Regions from separate parts of the Zea mays genome. Here region 2 is linked to region 1. The links are chromatin contacts, called in public Hi-C maps. All regions are on one chromosome and are shown on one strand. Each heading gives the region's core, a stretch centred on a gene start, on an enhancer-like site or on the middle of the called end of the contact. The rest is flanking DNA. Distances are from core to core; before and after follow the strand shown.

Region 1 (4,233 bases), core at 809-3,308:
ATGAGTAGCTGTCGGATCTCCACCTCATCCAGTACATCCCTATCAGTAGATCGAACCATTCCATTGTCAGCATAGAACAACAGTCATACCAACAAAAAGACAGAATCACAGGACAGAAGGGGAGGGAAAATGATACGCAGGGAAGCAACAGTGCACTTGTTTTCAAATGGGAAAAATATGGTATTTAATCTATTTAAGCTTGGTGCAAAACGGGTAACTCCTGTTCTTGACACCATTTAACAGTTTTGGCCTTAAGATACTCCATCAAGCCAACTGATAATGGGAGTTCCCTGGAGCCTTAGTCTTCTTTTATCAAGACATCATCCTTCAACTGTATGCCCAATTATTCCTACTCTATTCACTACTTGCTGTATACATGAATTTGCTAGAAGTCTGGTCCTCGAATTCGATTATTATCAGTTAATTTAGGTCAGTTATTACCAAATTTCTTTCAAATATAACAAATTGACCTTTTAGCTTCTGTCATTTAAGTCCTGGTGCAAGTTATACATAAATGTGTTAGCTTGTTACTTATGGGTTATCTGAATGTTAACAGGAGACGTAAAACTAGAACATCTGAACTACTAGTGTTTCAAATGTTTCATGATTTCTAATCATTATGGAATTCACAGGTGTACTGAGGTGCGGTCAGAGACCTTTTCCTGAGTCCTCTAAGCAGTTGTGAATGAAAAAAATGATTTTCATATAAAATTTAGATAATCAAGGAATATTCCATCTCTATGGAAGTTTGTAGCTCATCAAAGATCATACACTTACGGTTTATCTTAAAAGAGAATATTTTGTGCAATCAATCATGCAATCAAGTGATCTGGTGCATCTAATCAAAATCGAATGGTGGTTGCTATTGCTATTTTAGGTGGAATGAGTTAAATGTAAAATAGGTACTCCTTCCGTTCTTTTTTATTTGTCGCGGTTTAGTTAAAAAATGAACTAGCGGGCGACCAATATTCGAGAACGGAGGTAGTACTATGTTTCAAGTGAAGGAGTTAAGTGTCCTCCATTGTTACTAGAGGATTATCTACTTAAGTCTTCATTGCAGCCAATACTAATAGCATACATGATGTCTCATTTATCATCATTTTACAAAATGGCATATTTGCAGAGCTCATGGATAATCCAGTTACATCAGACATCTACCATCAAAAAATGAATTGAAGGATAATAGGATTACTGATATGTTGAGTGATCATACTCATTATGAAAAATGAGAAAAAGTTAAGCATCCTCAATGATAGCTTAGTTTGGCACTTCTGAGCTACGAACATATTTCAACTAAAAGGCAGAAACAGCATATGACGAACTAGCATTTCGACTGAAAAAAAAAACTCACCTCCCGACGCTCTCAGAAGGTTGGTAACTGCCACCATACGGATATGGCCCTTGAGGAACAATCGCCAACCCTTCTGCAGATGCAACCCACAACCCAGCACCAGCAGTTTCAACAAGACAACAACTCCTTCAGTTGGTGAAAAATCGGAAGGGAAAAAGGACGATTATGTGGAGGCCGGTGGGGGAGAAGCAGAGCACCGACGGCGGCAAATTACCATTTGGATGGGGAGACGGTGGGGCATGAGATGGGGACGGGGAGAGCATGGCGCTATGAATGGACGGCGGGTAAGCATAGGCGTTGTCGCCGTTGGGAGGTGGGCCCTGGAACGTGTGGAAGCCAGCGGCGGACCTGACCTCGTCGGCGCTCACCTCAGGCCCTTCCCAGCCCCCGCCACCGCCGCGCAGCACTGAAGAGGTGCTCCGGCCCAGGAACTGGTACTGTTGCTGCTGCGGGTCCGCCGCGGCTGCAGAAATGAGGTCCCACAGATGAGCTGATGACGGGATGGGATCGGGAGCAGATGATTTGAACGCCCGCGTCGGTGTTGACGACGGTGGCGGCGAATGGAGCGGAATCTACCTGGCGGGGTGGAGGAGAGGAGGGGGCGGCGTTGCTCCTCGCCGTCGCGCTCCTCCTCGACACCCATGGATCCAGGGACTGTGTTTGGTCGGGGGAGGACAGGGCCGGGATTACCGAGTCCAAAGACTCCGCTGCGCAAAAGGGCACAAGTGCACCGCGCGCCATCTGGTGAGTGGGTGTTAAATACTGAAGCAGCTTGCGATGGAGTCGTTGCGAAGGAAGCGAACTGTCAGGACCAAAACGAACGGAAAACCGACAGAAAGTACCTCTACCATTTCCTTTTTTTTTTAGGAAAATAGAAAGGAACCGGCAAGCCCGTCAGGCCGGAGCCAGAAACGGTTCGAAAATGAAAAGAGAAGGGCGTGAATAGCAAACTAGCGTGAGAATATGTTTAAATGCAAGACGACATTACACAATAAAGTTGAGCATTTGGTTTAAATAGTACTCCCGGTCCTAAGGCCATGTTTGGTTTCAATTAATCCTAGGCCTAAACTTTAGTTCCTACATGTTTGGTTCTAGGTTCTAGGCACTAAACAGATTCTAAAGTCATTAAATACAATGTCCAAAGACTTAAATGTCCTTAGAATATACTCATAATATTAGTTATCCATAAAAAAAGTAAGGGCAACATGATAATTATGAGCTTTTAGTCTCTTTTAGCACCTATGTGAAAGACTAAAAACTAAATCATTTTAGTATATATTTTAGTCCTAGTGTTTGGCAAAAAAGAGACTAAATGGGACTAAAAACTAGAGACTAATCTTTAGTCCCTCTAACCAAACACCCCCTAAAATATATTTTTCTAGACTTCATTTTCATCTTCAGGAGTAATGAAATGAACACCGTACTCCTGCTGATGCCATTCATTCAGATCAGCTGGATAGTTAGGCACTAGAGTATTGTATTAGCGAGGAGGCATGTTTAAACCCATGTGTGCTGCAAACTACCTCAAGTTGTCATTATGCTTTTGAGCCTTGCGACGCTGCTATGCAGTGTCAACGACGTGGCTGCGATAAATAGCGAACAACCCAGCAATACCTCAAGCTAGGCGCAACAAAGGACTAGGCCTCCTTCCGTGATCCCTACGTCGACCGCCGCGGTCCATCGGACCAGAAGCGATAGCAGCACAAGAGGAGGACTCATCGAGGGGAGGCTAAGGGGGTGGCTCATCGGAGGAAGCTAGATCGCTAGAGCCAGCTGGAGCCCGCTTTGACCCGCTGAAAGGAAAATGTGTCCTTATACCATTTCTATAATGTTTTGGTGATTAAGTGTTCAACACATAGTGAGTGAGTTGTTATGTGCTAAACAAATAAGAAGTGCAAATCATATAACAAGGTATGTTTCTAGACTTAGGGCCTGTTTGGCATGGCTCCAGAGCAAAACTCCAAGGAGGAGCTGACCAGAGTATGCCAAACACTCTAACTCCAGAGTTGTAAACTCTATGGAGTTTTTGGAGCTACAGTACAATTTTTTGGAGTACCTCTTTTGCTGCTCTGAAAACTCCAAAAAAGCAACCTAGTCATGGAGTTTTGAGTTATTTACCCGCCATTGCCACTGGTTATGAGAAACAATCTAAACTCTGGAGCAGAGCTGCTCCACCCAGAGTTTTAGAGTAGAGCTGCTCTGGGGTGGAGCAGAGCCATGCCAAACACACCCTTAGTAATTGGTTTTATTCAGTCAAACAACAACTCTGGTCAGGTGCACCGGACTGTCCGGTGGTGCACCAGACAGTGTCCGATGCGCCAGGCTGGTCTCCGATGAAAAGTGCTGCTCTCGGGAATCGACTGCGGCGTACGACTAAAAATCACCGGACTGTCCGGTGAACCAACGGTCGCCAGCGCCAACGGTCGGTCGTGCAATCTTCGCGCGACACGTGGTCACGCCAACGGTCGGCAGGGGCACCGGACTGTCCGGTGTGCACCAGACTGTCCGGTGTGCACCAGACAGTGTCCGGTGCGCCAACGGGCCCGAAGCTGCAACGGTCGACTGTGCCCGATTTGGAAGGAAATCAAGCACCGGACAGGCTACAGTAGCTGTCCGGTGGCGCACCGGACCACTCGACAGAAGGCAAGGATGACCTTCCAAGTTTGCCTCCAACGGCTCCTAGCTGCCTTGGGGCTATAAAAGGGACCCCTAGGCGTATGGAGGAGCTACCCAAGCATTCTCTAAGTATTCTCAAGCATCCAGACTCCACTCTCGCGCATTCGCTTCATTGTGTTAGTGATTTGGGCTCCATTCGAGTTGTGCACTCCCTGAGTTGTTATTTGAGCTCAAGTCTTCACTTGTGTGCGTGGTTGTGCTGTGTA
Region 2 (4,233 bases), core at 736-3,235, 900 kb after region 1:
GCAATTATTTGTCCTCACAGCTTCGGCCACCAAGAGATGCACCGGTATCTTGGTATGCAACTGATGCTTTGGAGACGATGAAGAAGTATGGAGCTATATATTTAAGTCCATTTTCACACCGTTTGGCAGAAGATATTGATAATCCAGAGCTCCAGAGATTGAGATGCAGAGTGAATTACCATGCACTACGATTCAAGCCAAATATCATGAAAACAAGCAGTGAGATAGTGAACAAGCTCCGCTCAGAAGGCCATTTCATGTCAATTCATCTTCGATTTGAGTTGGATATGCTTGCATTTGCAGGGTAGGGCTTTGACTATACTATTGTAAAATTATCACTTGATGCTGAATGACACATCCCTGCTTATTTTTTGTGTTTATTGAATCATTATGAAAAATTTATCAACAAATGCAAACCCATTGTCATTAAGCATTCTTGCCATTTTCAGTCTTTATACTACATTGTTAGAAAACTACTCTTTTTTCATTAATTCCAGCTACTTTTGTCATATGCACAATGGATATTACTTGCTGTGTAATTTTTACTAATCTTCCAAAATGAAAATTGCAGGTGCTTTGACATATTCAAACCTCAAGAGCAAAAAATTCTGTGGAAGTACAGGGAAGAACATTTTGCAGAAAAGGAACTTATCCCCATGAAAATCAGGCTCAAAGGAAAGTGCCCTTTAACTCCAGAAGAGGTACTGAATCTCCTTACAAGCATAGATCTAGATATTCCTTGAGCATGATTGGAACTGTGTGTAATCAGAAGTTAATGCTGTATTAATTTCCATGGTTACCTGAACATCATATACCATTCTGTACTCGTAGCACTACATGAATCCTTTTGATTGATATAAAAATAATAGGAGAAAACTTGAAACATATATATGTAGTAGGAAAATCTAGAAAGAATTTTGGAAAGACTTCTCATTAGCTGAACTACTGAAGTAATCTAATATTCTATTTGTTCCGTTGTGGCAGGTAGGTTTTATTCTACGTGCCATGGGATTTGACAATAGAACACGCATTTACCTTGCCTCTGGCGAGCTCTTTGGAGGGAAACGTTTCATGAAGCCATTCAAGACCATGTTTCCACGCTTAGAGAACCACAGCACAGTTGGACCTGGAAAGCTGGAAGAGAATACCCAAGGGCTAGCAGGATCAGCAGTTGACTACATGGTTTGCCTCCTGTCTGACATTTTCATGCCCACATATGATGGCCCAAGCAACTTTGCAAACAACCTCATGGGCCACCGTATGTACTACGGTTTCCGGACCACAATCACGCCGAACAGAAAGGCTCTTGCCCCGATACTCATCGACAGGATGGAAGGCCGCCACATTGGCTTTGAGAGAATCAGGAGGGTGATGTCCAACACCCATTTTGGTGCCCCCCACAAGCGCGTCCATCCAGAGTCTTTCTACACGAACTCATGGCCTGAGTGCTTCTGCCAGACGGATGCCAAGAACCATGCAGACCGGTGTCCCCCTGATAACATAAATGACGTTCTGGAAAGCCAGTTCCAGAGCGAAGAAGAAATGGAAGAAGCAAGAGCCTCTAATCAGACTGACCCATCCAGCCAAATAGAAGAGCTGACGATTTAACTGATCAACTAGGGATTACTGCTCGGAAGCATTTTGAACACTTGGAATGGTCATCAGAGAAATCCAGATACAACTATATTCAAGGAATGTATTAATTGATGGCTCAAACTGGAGCGGTTGACATGCTGAGGTGTGGTATCTGGTGGTATTCAGGGAGAGCATTGAACCAGATTTTGAATAGGTCTGGTCATATATGGTTTTGAGGAGAAAACAATATGTATGTCAATAGTTTTCCTCATTGAAGAGTGAAGTTGTGCGGGTTGTGTAGGTGGCAGTGACAAAAGTGAGAAACCTTTGCGCAATATGGTACCATCCGGTGTATAAAGGCCCCGGTTAGGCTGGTGCCAGTGCACCCTTTGTCTTTCGTCCCTGGCATGTCAGCTATTGACTCCACTCTTGTCCTTACTGTTTTAGTGCACAACTGCACAACTCGCAGCGGGATATAGCTTCGGCATATAGTCACATTAACTTTTCTATTTCAGAATTAAGTAATTTACGTGAATTTATTTTAATGCTCAGAAACCACATAACATGATATTTTTATTAAAGTAAAAATTACAAAGGGTATGATAATTAAAATAAAACTATATGCTAATTAAAAAATAACATAAATCTAATTGTAGTCCTAGATCTCATCCTCATCTTCCTCTTTTCATTATGTTTTTTGTTTCTCTTTTTCGTCGTTGACCAGACCAAGTTCATTTTTGATCATCTTTATAGCCTTGGCATGTGTATGTCTTTCAGCTAGGTTCATATCCTGGGTTGATCGACCCTTTAGAATATTCCATTGCTTCAAAAGCTTGGCCTTAACTAATCCACCCCTAAGTTCATTTTAAATGCTTCACTTGTTAACTCGCTATTCGTGGTTTCCTTCCCTTTCTCCTTTGCCTTCGTCTTTCGCGCAGTCGTCGTCTTTGCCCTATCATGTCCAACTGGTTGGGGTACTTCCTCCTCGGTGTCTTTAGAACTATATTCATTAGAGACTCCGAGTCGGGTTCTTTTATTCCCAGTCCCATGAGATCCAATACCAGGACCATGCTTTGCTGACCACTTGGACTCCTGGTGAATAACTTGCCACCAGTGATGATGCTTGAATGGATGCCCTATTTTATCCTCAAACCTCGTCGTTGCTGCCTCTATGACCATTGCATCGTTTGCTCCGTTCTGACACAACCTTTCTTCTTGGAGGTAGTACCGATTGAAATTGGTCACCTCCCAGTTGTAGGTGCCCAAATAACCTTTAAGTTGCTTGGCGGTTCGATGACAGCAAGGGTCGGAGGTGGAGATATATGTTGCTGCTATTTGGCCTTAAAAAATATCCAGTATTATTGTTGCCGGAGATGGGATCATTAGAATGTATAATCCAAGCATTAAAAACAAGAAATGATTCATTCATTAGCTTTTACTCGTTGACAGTCGTCCAATCTCGCCTTTTTGTATGAATTTCCTTCGACACATGATTTTTCTCGGCTTGGTTTTTAGATCCAACAGAGACAGGTGAAATTGGAGGAGGTGCTCCATACAGAGGTGGGGTATATAGAGGAGGGGTGTACACAAGTACCTGGAAAGAAGCTTGACTTCCATCCATAGCAGGTGGAGGGGCATACAGACGTATCGGGAAAGAAGCTTGAAATCCAGCTTAGGAAGTTGGAGGTTGGCCATATGAAGGCGGTGGATATGGATACAAATGATAGGGATAAGAGTATGGTGGTGACGCAATCGAGAATATTGCACGGGGGATTCAAGCTGAAACATCAAAGCGACGATGCAGTGGAGAAGACTCATTAAACGTAGGGGTTTGTGACCTATCAGACAACAAGAGATCCATGAAGATGTTCAAATCTAGGGACCAACCCAACATTGTGTGAAGAGAGGGGAGTTTGGAGGAGAGAAACGAGATGAAATGGTGTGTGGGGGGAATGAGCTCCACCCGAGTAGGGGTATTTATAGAGGGATTGGAGATAAAATTTATGTTTTCTTTGCGTTTTTTATTTTTGGACTCCAAATGGTCAAAATTGGAAGCTGCAAGGGCTACCACACGTGGACCAAACAGAAGTCGCCACCTAGCTCTCGCTCGTTACTCTCGCCCCTCGCTCATCCACATCAGTGTGTCGCCCGCCTCTAGCCCGGAGCACGCTCCAGCACAGGCGAGACTAGGACGATATCGCCCGCTCTCGTCGGACGATGGCAGTGTTGCCCGCCGGCTTCCTCCCACCGCACTCCCGCCTGAAACCCCCCTCTCACTCTCGCTCCCACTCCCGCCCGCACTGGCACCAACCTTATGCTTGCCTCCATTTTTTTGGCACAAACTTTATGCTCAAACTTTATGAAGCTCGTTCTTTTTTGTATAGGTGCTTTCGTGGTACAGCCATAGTTTGATTTCGCATAGGCTATTCAACAAAAGGCGATTTTGTTGAATTGAAAATTTGAAATATGTTTAATCTCATTTCTCACGGGGTATCTATAATGCATTAGCTGATTCACTAATTTTTATGGGAACATATCAATGCAACCGTGCAATTAATACCTAAAAATGAAGGTGGGAGGACCTTTCTAAAAATATTCTTTTTAAAAGAATAAAATACAGCAGCAGTTTTCAAACTTGGCATGTCAATCACTGAACTC

The links. A called contact is a pair of places that touch in the nucleus more often than the background predicts.
Region 2: a Hi-C map of ear shows a contact between it and region 1, with 3 times the contacts expected there. The contact joins the enhancer-like site here to the promoter of LOC100272643 in region 1. A contact is called at or near these places in 3 of 25 Hi-C or Micro-C datasets (ear, endosperm and tassel).

Annotation. Positions count from the first base shown.
Region 1 is chr4:20,378,991-20,383,223 of Zm-B73-REFERENCE-NAM-5.0, forward strand. LOC100272643 reads right to left here and starts at 2,059. Exons shown (of 7, transcript NM_001147102.1): 1 at 1,928-2,059; 2 at 1,566-1,814; 3 at 1,352-1,424; 4 at 1-39. The coding sequence starts at 1,994.
Region 2 is chr4:21,278,651-21,282,883 of Zm-B73-REFERENCE-NAM-5.0, forward strand. LOC100284741 (O-fucosyltransferase -like) reads left to right here. Exons shown (of 9, transcript NR_182110.1): 7 at 21-304; 8 at 572-701; 9 at 985-2,083. Among protein-coding and RNA genes, the nearest start is that of LOC100284741, 7.8 kb to the left of the region's middle. Within about 2 kb of position 1,986, at least 6 of the 20 cell types and tissues checked have an H3K27ac peak or open chromatin away from gene starts, as enhancers often do. A contact at or near this core is called in ear, where this site is marked.